Linked DNA regions of Mus musculus: region 2 is linked to region 1. The links are chromatin contacts, called in public promoter capture Hi-C maps. All regions are on one chromosome and are shown on one strand. Each heading gives the region's core, a stretch centred on a gene start, on an enhancer-like site or on the middle of the called end of the contact. The rest is flanking DNA. Distances are from core to core; before and after follow the strand shown. Region 1 holds the start of Zkscan16 (zinc finger with KRAB and SCAN domains 16). Region 2 overlaps Susd1 (sushi domain containing 1).

Evidence for each region. Promoter capture Hi-C pulls out the DNA fragments that hold promoters and counts their contacts.
Region 2: a promoter capture Hi-C map of pre-B cells shows a contact between it and region 1, with 2.4 times the contacts expected there. The contact joins the enhancer-like site here to the promoter of Zkscan16 in region 1. A contact is called at or near these places in 2 of 39 promoter capture datasets (the C10 cell line and pre-B cells), 1 of 115 datasets of contacts at active chromatin or transcription factors (large pre-B cells) and 1 of 9 other capture datasets (embryonic stem cells).

The regions. Positions count from the first base shown.
Region 1 is chr4:58,942,310-58,944,919 of GRCm38.p6, forward strand. It overlaps Zkscan16 (zinc finger with KRAB and SCAN domains 16), which reads left to right and starts at 1,319. Exons shown (of 6, transcript NM_001099323.3): 1 at 1,319-1,349.
Region 2 is chr4:59,329,878-59,332,487 of GRCm38.p6, forward strand. The region is part of intron 13 of Susd1 (sushi domain containing 1); the gene reads right to left. Among named protein-coding and RNA genes, the nearest start is that of Gm35578, 49 kb to the left of the region's middle. Within about 2 kb of position 1,309, at least 276 of the 459 cell types and tissues checked have an H3K27ac peak or open chromatin away from gene starts, as enhancers often do. A contact at or near this core is called in pre-B cells, where this site is marked.

The DNA of each region.
Region 1 (2,610 bases), core at 69-2,568:
ACAAAACAAAAAAACTTGGGTTGTATGATGGATGGATCCTGCTTTTAAACATTCAAATGAACACCCCACCCTCCATCTGAAGCAAACGCAGAAGCAAACTTCATGCTCTTTGGCAGCTGCAGTACCATTAAACAGCACCCTCGGCCCATTTCTGGACTTTATGAGCTAAGAGCCGTCACCCTAATTTCAAAAATCTAGAAACTGCTCTCAAAGGAGTTACATCAGCAGTATACTTGTAGGACAATCTTCTAGAGTAGATATAGATGCTGATGTGGTCATCTTTACTAAATGTGATCTGCCTCACTTGTGTTAACTTGCTCCTGCCCATCAATGGCTGCTGTATGTCTCCACATTCCAGTACTACTATCATCTCTGGGATACTGGGATGCCACGGCTCTATCTTCCATTATCAGTTAAACCACCTCTAGAATCACTTGGTAGACATGCCTATGGGCATGCCTATGTGGGATTATCTTGATTGCCTGCTGTGGGTGGCACCATTTCCCGGGCAGGAAATCCTAGATTGTATAAGTAGAGAAAGGGACATGAGCACCAGCATGCATCCACAGCTCATTGCTTCATGGTTGTGGATGCCACGTGACCAGCTGCCTCAGGCTCCTGACGCCTTGACTTCCCTGCCATGAGGACCGTACCTTGAGCTGCGAGCTGAAATAAATCCCTTTCCTCCTTGGTTGCCTTTGTCAGGGTATTTTATCACAGTAAAAGAGCAAGTAACTAAGATACTAGCGTTTTGAGCAGTCCTTCCTTGGGAGGGACATAATCTGCCTAGACATGGTATAAGTGATGGACAAGGGGGGAAACGAAGAAGCTATTGCAACAGTGCAGGCAAAGCTTTGTGTAGGGTGCTTGCCCTTGGACCATGGTGGCAGGTGTGGAAGCCAGAGGATGACATTTGTATAGTGTTTTTGCTGTGTTACTTATGGTTTACATTAAAGGCATCCCTAATGTTTCCTCAGTGGATTTTTTGCAACTTTGCATTCTAATGAACAGTGGTGCTGGGAGAAGCTGAGGAAGATTTAAGGTTACTGTGGATGCCGGACTGCTTAGATCTAAAAACCTAAGTGTGTTCTAGGCCTCTAAGCCTCTGGCGCAGCAATAATTTAGCAGCTGAGCCCCCCAGACGCTTTTCTGTGACCATGCGCAACAGGCCAGATAATAGCCTATGGAAAGCACTGGAGTTTCTGAAATCCAGGCCAGCGGACCCCGGGAATCGTAGTTCCTAGCCTTTGCGCAGGCGCAGTGGGTCCCGAAGTCTTGCGCGCGCAGCTGCTGCGGGACAAGGTTCTGAACGCTTATTGCGGTGCAGCTGGCTGCGGATGCTGGTGCAGGTATTGGTGCTTTCCGCCGTTCGGTTCGGGGCTGCGCGGGTTGTGGGCTCCGAGCGCACGCCTTGGGCGGATTGGGACCCAGAGCGTCCCTCGCACCAGGCGCGCTGCGCTGCAGCTGCAGCTGCGGGGGCGTGCACTTCAGCAGCACCGCGCCTTCCCGTCCTTCCATACCACCCTGTGCTCAAGTCTTGAAAACTTCGCCACCATTGGTATTTTGAGCCATATAATTCTTTGGTGTGTCTGCTCGCGTGAATGTATGTGTATGCGTTTGATCCTTTTATTAGATGTTGAACAGCGTCTCTGGCTGTATCAATCAGAAACCTGGATCGTCCTTCCTCCGCGTTCCTAATAAGCTGGAGGTCTCCAGGCTTTGCCAGCTGACACCTGTGGGGTAAATTGCCGCTGACTTTCTCCTACGCGTTGGGAACCAGTACCTGCGTCACATTTTCACAGAGCCTCTGTTGAAGCAGCTGCGCATGTCTCAGTCACTGCGGAGTCCCAGGTACCCAAAGGGGTGCCAGGTGACATGGTGGGCGCCTGATGGTTAGCAAAGAAATAAATGACATCTCGCGTGCTGGGTGTCGGGTCCTGAGGTGGATGGTTAATGCTATGTTAATTGCAATAAGAGGCTAGTATATCCTGCCAAATAGTGGTACATCTCGGGTCCTATTTCTGAGATGTAAGTGATCTCTACAGGCCTGTCCCCACAGTGCCCATTCCCATCTTTATAGATCCCAGTCATTTATGGTATGAATGAATGCAAGCAGCACAGGCTAGGCTGTGTGCAAAAGATCATTTAGAGATCAAAAGGAATTTCACTCGATGGTGGTGGCCTGTCAACAGAGAAGAGTCGGAGCTTTTGTTTTTGATATGGTTCCTGTGAGGTTCCCCCAACCGCTGGTGGGGTGGGGGTGGGGGTGGGGGTTAATGAGGGTTGAAACCACATGCTAGGCAAGTGTTCTATCACTGAGCAGTATCCAGCCCTGGTTTTATTTTGTGTTTATGAGTGTTTTGCCTGCATGTATATCTGCACTGTGCGATTGTCAGAAAAGAGAGTGTTGGATTCCCTGAAACTGGAGTTACAGATGGTTGTGGGCTGCTATATAGGTGACAGGAATAGAATTGATTATGGGTTCCTCTGCTAAAGCCGCAATGCTCTTCACCCCTGAGACCCAGGAGCCCTGTTGGGAAGAATGAGCAAAGGATTGTTAGGAGTAGGAAGGCATCATTCCAAGTGATGAGGGGGCGGGAATCTCGCTGG
Region 2 (2,610 bases), core at 59-2,558, 390 kb after region 1:
TGGGCAAGAAAAACTGCTGGCTACACAGGATTTAGTGTCTGGCAGTTCTAACTACTGTGGACCTCCATATGTACCTACAGCCAGATGACAGCCAAATCCCAGCTTCACAGGGGGGCCAAGCACAGGCTCCCTCGGTGGGAGAAACGGGTGAGTGTATCACGACCTTGTGTCTGTCACATGGTGGATCTGATCGGCAGTGTGTCACACGGGCAAATAAAGCCTGCCAGTGGGGAGGGTTTAAAAGTCACATGAAGGCCTAGCACCTACGGGAATGAATGTGCTCAGCCTGAAGAGTGGCTCCAGACAGTCATGTGGTGACTTAAAACAAAAGTCATATGATTTACACTCCCCGCCGTTCCGAAGCCGACACCAAAGTTCACGCCAAACCAATGAGCGGTCAGGAGTAAAATGTCACCGTGGGTTAATCTGGGTTGACAAGATCCTGGAAAATGTAAAGTAGCCTATGGATCCGGTGAAAATGTCCCTTAAACAAGGACACAGAAAGGCACTGACACTCAGGTGTAAAGTTAGTAATATCTATCTTCCAAAGAGAAAAGCAGCCAGTCGGCAGAAACAGAGGAATGAAGTGCACCTGGTCAAACCATGCCTCCCTTTCCATGCCTGTGGGCTCAGCCTTTACTTCTGGGATCATAATGTATGAACATGTCCTATCTCTACTGACCTTGAAAACAGGGCTGGGGGTGGGGTTACAGGACTGCCTCTAGTACCTGCAGGTCCTTTCACATGTCTTCCTTTTAAAAATTGTTAATTTTTATTTTATGTGCACTGATGTACTGTCTGCATGTATGTCAGGTACCCTGGAACTGGAGTCACAGACAGTTGTAAGCTGTCTGTGGGTGCTAGGAATTGAACCCAGGTCCTCTGGAAGAGCAGCCAGTGTTCTTAATTACGAAGCCATCTCTCCGCCCTGCCCCCTCCCCTTTCACATTTCTTCAGTTATATTCAACTCCTCATAAATGTTGGTTGCGTTGAATTTTCAATTGAGAAAAAAAAAATGCCTGGACTAATACCAAATGTGATTAGGGTGATTTCCAAAACTCATTAGGCCACATAATTCTATTTTACCACCAATTTTGGGCTTCCTGCTCCACATTGCTAATGCCCCATTTCCTGCTCCCTAAAAGCACACGAATCACTTGGTTAAGGAGGGAGGGCCCTCCCCCACGTTAGCTGTTGTGGGAGGGCCCTCCCCCACGTTAGCTGTTGTGGGAGGGCCCTCCCCCACGTTAGCTGTTGTATTTGGAAAGACTCCAGCCACCTGCTATGTACCCAGCCATGTTAGGTGAGGGCCCTGATTTCCACAGAGCCTGGGCTTACTTTCAGAAAGGACTCTGAACAAAAGGGATTAAGTAAAACCTGCAGAGTAACAAAACAGTAACAAATCAATAAACATTGAGTTTCGCTGCCTTTGGGCAACACTTGGGACAGCTTTTCTGGGGCCTTGGAGGTATAGTGGCCACGGGCAAGAAGCCCCACACTGACTCAACCTGCCAGGTAACTGGAGTTCATGGCTCACCTGCACCGCGTTGATTCTGTACATTGCCCATTAGAGGTGCTGTTCACAGGGCAGGAAGCAGCTTTCTATTTAGCCTGGTAAATATAGAAATCCCCAGGCCCCACCCCAAACCTATGGGACCAAAGTTGGGAACGTTGACTGCTGATAAAGCATGCCAGCTGATTCCTGTTAGCTGGTAAGGTAAGAGACGTTAGCCTCGAGGGAGTCCAGGGGCAGGCCTGACTCTCTGCCTAAGCTCTCTGTGCTCCAGGCCAGGGTTCACACAAAAGACTCTGGCCTGGCAAAGCTGGTGCCTCCAGCTCAAGCCATGCAGCCAGGCTGGGGAACCGGCACAGCTCACACCCTGGTAAATAACCCGGGTGACTGACGTGAAGGGAGCAGCGGCAGTGGGTTGGAACCTGACCACCGGGCCAGCCTGCAAGAACTTCTCCCCACTTCCAGTGCCCTCCCCGCATGACTCACAGGTCGCCACTTCCTGTTTTGAAGGCATCGGCTGGTGCACTGCCACCAGGGCAGGCTGTCATTTGGCTTTTCTTTTTTTGCCTTACGCAATTATTTGGCTTAAGTATCACATCTGCTCTTGTAAATTTGTTCAGGCAATGAGTGATGCCAGGCTTCTGTTCCCCTTACAGCAACAGGATTACAATACTTTCCAGTAACTTACCAGGAATCAAGCAACAGAGCTGTATGGGCAATGTCTATCCCTGAAAAGACTTGAAATTAACGCAGTCTGAAAGCAGGGCAGCCTGTTCTATAACAAATAGATACTCACACAGTATCTCCAGGCTTGCCTTTGCGTTCTTTTAGAATATCTCAGATTTATTTATACCTTGATTGCACTGAACGGGCCATTACACTGAAGGGCTGAGAGTGATAAAGGGCCACGTAGGTCAGGTCATGCACACCCGAGCTCCTAGACCTGGTGCCCTGGCTCCCATCCACAGGCCAATGCTAATCTTCCTGTCTGAGAACAGGGACTGACTGAACTTCCCTAATCTTCCCTTGACCTTTGTAAATAAAATGCAAAACTGAGCACAATGTAGTCCTCCAACAGAGGTAAATTAATCCCATCT